Linked DNA regions of Mus musculus: regions 1 and 2 are each linked to region 3. Evidence: chromatin contacts called from public Hi-C and Micro-C data. All regions are on one chromosome and are shown on one strand. Each heading gives the region's core, a stretch centred on a gene start, on an enhancer-like site or on the middle of the called end of the contact. The rest is flanking DNA. Distances are from core to core; before and after follow the strand shown.

Region 1 (3,057 bases), core at 168-2,667, 98 kb before region 3:
GTCTGGCAAAGGAGAGTTTACATAGGCTCACAGTTCAAGTCTACAGCAGCCCATCATGATAGGCAAGGCCTGTGGTCAGAGGATGGGGCAGCGGCTTCCATTACAAACTCAGTCAGGAAGCAGAGAGCAATACAAGCCAGGGCTCTGTTCCTTCTCTTCATTCAGCCCAAGAACTCAGTCCAGGGAATGGTGCTACTCATGTTCAGTGGGTCTCTCATCTCACAGACATGCCCAGATGTTTGTTTACATGGTTATTCTAAATCCTGTCCGTCAAGATTAACCATCGGGGTTTCATATGGTAAATGGGTTTAGGGAAGAGGTGGCAGAAACAGGCTGAAGATGGTAAAGAGAACACACATCATGGAGCCTGAAGGATCCACTTCCCCAGGATAAGGCAAAAGAAAGCAGTAACCCTGGGGTATCTACATTTCAGTTAGAAAAGGGAGCAAGAAAGAATTTTTATTTTTGTATTTGTTTTTTGGGGGTTTTTTATTTGTTCGGTTGCTTGGGGTTTTTTGTTTGTTTGTTTGTTTGGGTTTTGTTGTTGTTGTTTTGGGGTGGTGTTGTTGTTGTCGTGTTGTTGTTTTTCGAGACAGGGTTTCTCTGTATAGCCCTGGCAGTCCCGGAACTCATTCTGTAGACCAGGATGGCCTCAAATTCAGAAATCTGCCTGCCTCTGCCACCCAAGTGCTGGGATTAAAGGCGTGCGCCACCACTGCCCAGCAAGAAAGAATTTTTTTAAAGTGGAAATCAAGGACTTTTTTTTTTCCTTTTTGGTATTAGATGTTTCAACTTCCAGGGTACCCAGGATAGGGCTTGGATATGATTCTGTTTGCCAGAGGGTTCTAGAAGTCTTACCACGAATAGCCATGAAGGTTCCCTGGGCATTAATCATAATGGTGGCACTGGATGGACACGGTATACCCCAAAACTCCGTCTCGTTTTTTCTCCGTCCACGCTTGCTTTCCAGTTAGTATTTCTCTGAATGGCAAACCCCACGCCCGCGTCAAGCATGTATTATTCATGCTTTGCCTTTTCACCTGCCTGCTGCACACCAGAGGCAGAAATCGAGGTCAGAGATGGCGGAGGGGGCTGCTTAACAAGGTGTTGTTTTACATTTCAGGAGGCAGATCTTCTTGAGTCTCCGCGTCAGGAGTGCTTGTCTGGGACAGCTGGGATGGCGGTGACACCACAGACACATTTTCATTTACCAGAAAGGAGTAATCAGAGCGCAGTAAATGCGTCTTTCTCTCCTCCTGGCTCAGAGCGCAGGAATGTCAGAGGTCCTCAGGGAGCAAGGACGGTTTATGCAGAGCAGGAGGGCCGGAAGTGGCCTGTGGGTTTAGCAGCCTCGGAGTCTGTGAATTGTTCACATCTTTTCTCAGACCTCTTCTTTGAGACTCCAGACACCAAGGCAGAGTCTCCCCTGCTCTGCCGAGAATATGGTTAAGGCATCAAATTACCCTCACTGGTAGCAAATGTCTCTCCCTGTTTTATGACATAGGTGGCTTTAATAAAAATCTTCAGACCAGAAAAAAAGGGAGCTCTGAGCCCCTATTCAGGCTGCTACTTCCTTCCTGTTTCGCCAGGTGGCTTTTACTGTCTGGAGTCTTTTTTTTTTTTTTCTTTTTTCCGATGGTGGTGGGTGGGGGGTGGTCTTTACTCTTCAAACTACTGGACTTCCATCTTTCCTACTATAATTTTTGTCATTATCCATCACCACAGGGCAACCATTCACTTCAGAGCTGGTTGTCTCTGTAAGTTTACTATCATACAGCTCACAAAGACCTGTTCATTATGAGACAGAATTGGACACACTTCTCATGCGGCCTTGCTCATTTTCCCAGTGAGTCTGTGAGTTCATTGATCAGTTGCCTCCATTTTATAGGTTTAGGTGTGAACGCTGAGTATCTACACTCTCAGATGTAGTAGAGCCATAGTCTAACCCAGAATGGTCAGAACCTAGAACCCCCCGGCACCCTTAGCCAAGACCATACACTGCCTGCCAGGCACCGAGTCAGGGGCCAGGGAACTGTAGTGAGTGGAGAGATTGATCCAACTGAGCTCAGAGGCCAGAATGGGATTAGCTTTTCAATAAGAACAAAATCCTAGTCCCTGAGTCCCAAAGGCACACCCACACACAATAGTTCAAGTCTGAACAGCCATAAAGTTAAGGAGCCATCTGTAATGGTTCTCAAAGCTTGCCGGTAGACGGGTTCTCCTTGGCAAATCAATTCATAAGTGTAAGGAATGGGGGCAGATGGGAAGGAAGCTGAGAAAGAAATTTCTCTCTGCTGGGGTACAGGCTCCGCTAACCTTGGAGGAAAATATCTGCAACTCTAGAGAAGTGATCATTTTTCACTGACTTGATGCTAGGCATCCTGTGAGTTTTACAGATGCAGCCTCTCACTGATTCAAGGAACAGTCCAGAAGGTTCCCATAACATGAAAAGCCAAGCTCAGAGACACTAACTAAACAGGGTTTATATACACATTTGTTTGCTTATATTTTTTATTGGGGGCAGAGAAAGAACAACTTGTGGGGAGCTGGTTCTCTTTCTACCTTATAGGTTCTAGGGATTGAAAGTAGGTTGTCAAACTCCGTGGTAAGCAGTCATAACCACTGAGCCATCATGCCTGCCATCAAATGTGTTTCTGGTCCTGCTAGGATTATGATAATACCTCAATTAATGCAGAATAAACAACTCAAACCATCAGTTCATAATTTGAACATGGATCACTGGACTCAGGCATCTGTATTATTTTTAAGTATGAGTTGTTACACATAAGCTATCTCCTATCTTTCAGGAAGCTACCACTGGTCGTATACGCTACTAAAAACCGAAGAGCATCAATCAGATTTAAGGTCCACGGGTAACTGTTTATTATCTCTGTTATGAGATAATAAATCAATAAATATATTGGCGGTAGATATAAGTGCTAGCTTATAATTATACCACTATAATGCCTACGGAGTGTTACATTAAAACAGAGCAGGATACAGAATCTTTAAGAACACCTTCAGCTTAGATACTAGAATGAAATATAAAAGGACATA
Region 2 (2,877 bases), core at 307-2,806, 66 kb after region 3:
GTAGCCCAGTCTCTGAGAGCTGTGAAGCTTTGGCTGAATTATTTGACTTCTATTCACTTTCGGTAAAATGGGGTTCTAGTCACGTCTCACACAAGTTTGTTGCTAGACGAGATGAGCGATCTAATTTCGCATGCTTCCAGAAGACTCCGCCTGGGTGCTCACTTAGCATTGTAAACATTCCTAACAGTACTCTCTGAGGAGTGGCCCAAAGCAATGCTGGCATCCAGCCCCCTTCTATATCCTATCAAAAGCTCCTTCTGGGTCCTGAAAATTTCATTCTAAGTGGTCATAGTGACAGTCTGTGCTTGAGGGAAGACAGGCTGTGCCGGGGGCACTTTCTGGTGAGTATACCTGGGCCTCTTCTGGCAACAATTTGGAAAGGTGGCTAGGTTACTCCACAGAAGAGTCAGGGAAGACATTCCTGTGATGCTGTGGGTGATGGTGATAGTGGAGATGATGGTGGGAAGAGGAGATAGAACAGTGAACTGGGCAGCAGTTATTACCCACCTGTTTTCGGAGGTGTGTGCTTGTGTGTGCGTGTGTGTGTGTGTGTTGGGGGGGGGTTATGGGTGTGAGTTTGAATGTGGAGGTCAGAGATTAACAGCAAGGTCTTAATTACTATTTTTAATTAGCCCATACTTGATTGATTGATTGATTGATTGATTAATTTTTGAATTGGGGCCTGTCACTGGATGTGTGTCACAGTGTTTAGTTTTCTATACTGGTGTCAGGATCTGAACTCGGGTTCTCTGCCTCTGAGGTAAGCACTTTACAGAAATCTGCCACAGTTTTTTGTTTAAAAAAAATCTGTGGTACTATTGCCTTTAAAAGTTATAGGAGCATGTCATTCATGGTGTGTGTGTGTGTGGGGGGCGATTCGTGGCAGACATGTAAAGCAGGTCCACATGGTGAGGAAAGCTGCCCTTCGCCAATGCTGACACAACAGGCTTATTCCTCCAGAGCTGGGTGTTTGGAGAGGGGTGAGAGCTTGGCAAATGTCCTGAATTCACATGTTTGGCACAGTGACACACAGTGATGTGTGGATTCACCTAGAGGTTCACACATGTGTCACAGGAGTCTTTACAAGCAAGAAGGTTGGAGGCAGGAAAGGAAATTTCCAGCCAGTGAGTTATTTAGCAGACAACATTGAACTTCCTTTTGCACATGATCTTGCCCTGCCAACTCCAAACACAACCACTGTGAACCATTAATTAAATCATCACCATGTGTGTTAGACACAAATCCCCATGCTTACTTTCATTTTGAAATATTATCATTTTCCATTTGGGGCTTTTGATCTTAAAATCGGGTGGAGTTTAACTGCGGTCCAGTAATAAAAGAAAGTCTCAACAGAACCAGGGAAGGACCGTGTATGTAACTTATAGCAGAGAAAGAAAGCCCTAGTGGAATGTGGGGGAGGGGAATCTCATTGCTTCCTGTTGATGGATGGTGTTTCTTTACAAAGCTCTTTTGCTCCTTAATAAAATGAACAGAGCTCTCACAAATCCCAAATTTTAAGGTGGTGGAGAACGAGAATTAGATGTCTACATAGTATTTGCTTGGAAGATTTAGGCAGACCCAGAAGACAAGAGAGGTTGACCAAGCTGCCTGCAGAATGCAGACACCCAGTCGCTTAACATATATTGATTTAGTTTTAATCTGCAGAACAGCTTTTCATTTATGAGACCTGAGTCACTGCCGCCACTGAATTACAGCACTTCTAAACTTGGCTTTAAAATTCTTATTGACTCCATAGACCCTGTCCAAGTATGCCAGCTGCATTTGAAATTTCTAAAGATCTGCAGGGCATGCCAGTGACAGCGAACAGATATAAAATCCCATGGAAAGGGGGAGAGGGTCTGGTTCAGTGGGTAGGGCTTGCCGTGCACACATAGGAACTGAGTTTAAATCCTGAGTGCTCGTGTAGATGTACAACAGGTACAGTAGTGCAGCTTTAGTACAAGCAGTGGGGGAACGGAGGCAGAAGGATGCCCAGAGCAAACTGGTTAGCCAGAGTACCTGATCAGTTAGCTCTGAGAGTCTGCCCCAATTTAGAAGATGGGAAGGTGACCAAGAAGACATATAACAAAATCCTGGGACCTCTACATACAGGCACTCACATCTGCATGGGCATTCATGCACACAGATGTGCACACACACCACATATACACACATACACATATATGCACAGAAATGAAGCAGTGTCAGGTGGGTCCTAGGAGCCGGAAGGGCAGGACTAGAAACAAAAGTATGAGAACCAGTGGACATGGGAACTCAGCTTGTAGACAGCAGCCTCAAAGAGCATCGGGGCACCAGAGAGACACGCTCTTGGCCAGGAGCCACACACAAAAGGCAGGCATACTCTGTTTGCTTAGCTTACTCTAGGAGACATATCATTACCAAATTAGAACTACTAATCATTTGATTTGTGAAACACCACATTTTTTTAAGTAGCACTGTTCTTATAGTAATACTCAAACCCCAAAGGATTAAATTATAATGTATAACATATAATGATCTAAATCTGATGAGTTACTCTTAGAGCTTAATTATATTTGTTCAACAGTCATTTGAAGCATTAGGACAGGGCTTTTATAATACCCTGATTAATGATGGGCTTTCCTCTGCTTTTCCTACTTAGATGAATTCTTCTCATCACACAGTGTGTTGGAAAACAAGAAGAGAGAGAGAGAGAGAGAGAGAGAGAGAGAGAGAACAGAGCAAATTGTTCCGGCTTAAACTATGGTTTCAGGATACAGGGTCAGCTTGTATCTTTCAACTCTGACCTTTTGATCTCTAAAACTACTGATAAAGCAATCTTCTCAATTAAATGAAGTCATGTTTAGAGAATTTTGTTTAAGTACAGTGTTTGCACTG
Region 3 (2,939 bases), core at 270-2,769:
TGCTCGCACAAAGCCTAAAGTCTTTAACCAATTCAAGTCCAATTATTATCAGTTACATCCCATGCCTTCCCCCCACCCCCAGACCCAGACTTCCTAGTGGTAACTGAAGGGTGGGGGTGGGGGCCAGTCTAAAAGTAAAAGCTATGGATGCTAAGCCTCTAGTTCTTTTAGCCCCCCAAAGCATCTCAGTCAACCTTCACATAAAATACAGTCCAAACCAAAAGAAAAAAGAAAAAAAAATGCTCAACAAACTCTGAAAGACTTTGGTGGGTGCCTCCTGGCGCTCCTCTTTCCTCTTTCACTAGGCCATGAAAAGTTTAAGTGGCCCCCACCCCAGAGTGTTTTCTGTAAGGAAGGGGGAAAGGGAGGGGGGTACCCAAATCTTTGAGATTCACACACAAAGAACAGCTCGCTAGAAAAGCTCCTAAAACAATATTCTCGCCCCCTGAGAACGTCTGTTGGGACCTCGTTTCTAAAAATCCCTGCTCACCTGCAAAAGACTTCAACCATCTCACCGGCATTTCTGCAGCTAAATAACAAAAGAACACTCCATTGAAAGTCCCCTGTCTTTAAAGAGAAAGCTACACTCCGGGGCTTCCTCTCCCTTCTTTCTCTGGCTTGTTAACTCCGTTCCTACTGTTAGTAATTTGAAAGAGGTCGGCAGAGGGGATGGGGGCTAGGGTGAGGGAAGGGTCGGATTGCCACGCTCCGGAGGAGCGCCAGGCACCACGCTGCCTTCTGAAGCCCGCGGGTCCAGCCATACCTTGGTTTGGAGGTACTGAGGACAGTAGTACGTGTACTGGGGGTACATTTGTGGCTGATCCAGGCGTTTGCCCATGTAGCTGGGATCTTTATCTCCGAGGCAGGAAACTGAATAACAGGGTGTATGATGCCCCAGGCAAGCGAGCTTCTTTCTCTTAATCCACTGTCCCTGGCAGTCTGCGTGACTGCTGAGGCTTCTCAGACTCCAGCCTCACTAGTTCCAACACCGTGAGGAATTTAAAACAACCCAAAAAACCAAAGCAAAGCAAAACAAAAGAACCAAAAAGAAAAGAGAAAAAGAAAAAGAAAACAAAAACAAAAACAGATGGGGGTTGAGATCTGTAGCGGAAACCCCCAGACTGCTTCCCCAGTTCTTGCCTGCCTGGTTCCTCCCAGCTGCCCGGTCCAGTCCGGATGAAGCAGTTTGCTCTGTGACCAGCCTGTCTCTAGTGGTGTCAATCGCAGGCGCTTGTAAAGGCGAAGGAGGAGAAAAAAAGAAATAGATCCTTTAGCACAACTCGGAATCCTTGCAGTACAGCTTTCGTTCTCTCCCGTGTCTCTTTCCCACCGCGGAAAAAGGAAATTTTAATAAAAAGAAGAAAAAAGGAAAAGAAACAACGGACAAAAAGAAAAAGAACGGAAAGGAAAAAAAACCGGGAAAAAAAGAAAAAGAAAAAAGAAAAAAGAAAGAAAAGAAAAAGAAACCCGTGCAGGCTTAGTTGCTGCTGTCTGGTTCCCAGAGTGACATGGTGTGTTCCAGCTGGCCTTGCCCCTCTCACTCACTTCCCCTCCTTCCAGCCAGTGGGTGGAACTGAGAGAGCCTCTCCAGGGAGCCGGGCACGCAGTCCAGAAGGCTGCAGTATTTCCTCCAAGGGGGGAAAAAGAAGATGAAAAAGAAGAAGAAAAAGAAAGAAAGAGGCTGCTGCCACCCCTCTGCTAGCTATCTGGAATAGCACAGTGAGCAGCGTCTGCAGCCGAGCCGCGGGTGGAACCGAACCCCAGCTTCTCTGTGAAGTGCCTGGGTGGGGCATGGCCCAGCCTCCCTGCCCTGCTCCGACCAGGGCTCCCAAGCTCCCAAGCTGCTTCTCCTCTTCAATCGCCAAGTTCCCAGAGGTGAGGCATGGCATTGATGAACAAAACAGACCCTGCCCTGCGAGGGGAGCATGAGGGAAGGAGAAGTGTGTGTGTGTGTGTGTGTGTGTGTGTGTGTGTGTATTTACACACACATGCCAACCTTTCTAGTTAAGTAGGGAGAAAAGTGTATTCAAGGCTTTTTCAAAATCTGTTAACACATTAAAAGCCAGATGAACCGAGGACCTGAAGATGAAACCAATGTTTTGGGGGATGCTCAAGAGAGGAGAAAAAGTGGGGATTCTCAGCTGGGTACCTCTGTGGGGAAGCCAAGCCCCATCTCAACAAGGGGGTTGCCTTAACTATCACAAATAATTGTGTTGTGGCTTTATCCATCTCTTAAAAACGAAATCAAAGTGATCTTTACATTTATTCGCTTATTGGAGAATAAAATAACCTCTCTCTCTCTCTCTCTCTCTCTCTCTCTCTCTCTCTCTCTCTCTCCTTCTCTTACTTGCTCTTTCTTAATGCTTTCGTGGCTCTGTAAGTATTGCACACAAAAAAATTGAACAAAAACTCATAATTACTTGTCAGAGTTTTTCCCCCCACCAGTAATAATATTCCGACACGTCGATCAGCTGCTACATTATAATACAGATTGTTTCAGAGAAGATAGATCTCCTTAAAGGGTTTCTCTGCAAGGCGGCGGTGAGGCTAAAATTAGCTGTGCCAGCTGTGTTTTGCTGGGAGTGCTCACGCATGCCCGGAGCGTGGGCAGCCAGCCTCTGTGCCTCTCCACTCCCCCAAGTCTGCCGAACACTCCAGCCGTCCTTTCAGATAAAAGACTCCAGGTACAAAGGCAGTTTCCTCACATGGAGGGAGAATTGAAACTGCAATACACAGGATGCCACCTCTGCTTTAAGTCCCGCCTGCCACTCATGGGGTAACAACCTAGGCTCCTGTGCTCCTTAGCTCCAGGAAGCTCAGTTCTGAAGTCTGGGTACCAGCAGAAAGACAAGGACACGGAGACATCACATTGGGTTTTATGTCGATTCTCTCTCTCTCTCTCTCTCTCTCTCTCTCTCTCTCTCTCTCTCTGTGTGTGT

Evidence for each region. A called contact is a pair of places that touch in the nucleus more often than the background predicts.
Region 1: a contact with region 3 is called in a Micro-C map of muscle stem cells, with 6 times the contacts expected there. The contact joins the enhancer-like site here to the promoter of Rbms3 in region 3. A contact is called at or near these places in 15 of 484 Hi-C or Micro-C datasets (the C2C12 cell line, the MC3T3-E1 cell line, the N1E-115 cell line and 6 more), 3 of 115 datasets of contacts at active chromatin or transcription factors (bone marrow-derived macrophages, embryonic limb bud and neural progenitor cells) and 1 of 9 other capture datasets (adipose tissue).
Region 2: a contact with region 3 is called in a Hi-C map of the N1E-115 cell line, with 2.4 times the contacts expected there. The contact joins the enhancer-like site here to the promoter of Rbms3 in region 3. A contact is called at or near these places in 1 of 39 promoter capture datasets (macrophages), 2 of 484 Hi-C or Micro-C datasets (the N1E-115 cell line and nephron progenitors) and 2 of 9 other capture datasets (adipose tissue and liver).

The regions. Positions count from the first base shown.
Region 1 is chr9:117,152,799-117,155,855 of GRCm38.p6, forward strand. All of the region lies in intron 1 of Rbms3 (RNA binding motif, single stranded interacting protein), which reads right to left. Among named protein-coding and RNA genes, the nearest start is that of Gm39452, 40 kb to the right of the region's middle. Within about 2 kb of position 1,418, at least 60 of the 459 cell types and tissues checked have an H3K27ac peak or open chromatin away from gene starts, as enhancers often do. A contact at or near this core is called in the C2C12 cell line, embryonic fibroblasts, embryonic limb bud and 2 more, where this site is marked.
Region 2 is chr9:117,317,250-117,320,126 of GRCm38.p6, forward strand. It overlaps Gm39451 (a long non-coding RNA gene), which reads left to right. Exons shown (of 3, transcript XR_871331.2): 1 at 1-341. It also overlaps a transcript of Rbms3 not described here. Among named protein-coding and RNA genes, the nearest start is that of Gm39451, 4.7 kb to the left of the region's middle. Within about 2 kb of position 1,557, at least 2 of the 459 cell types and tissues checked have an H3K27ac peak or open chromatin away from gene starts, as enhancers often do. A contact at or near this core is called in the N1E-115 cell line, where this site is marked.
Region 3 is chr9:117,250,964-117,253,902 of GRCm38.p6, forward strand. Rbms3 (RNA binding motif, single stranded interacting protein) reads right to left here and starts at 1,520. Exons shown (of 15, transcript NM_001172123.1): 1 at 764-1,520. The coding sequence starts at 838. It overlaps Gm17396 (predicted gene, 17396), which reads left to right and starts at 1,570. Exons shown (of 2, transcript NR_166691.1): 1 at 1,570-1,875; 2 at 2,382-2,939.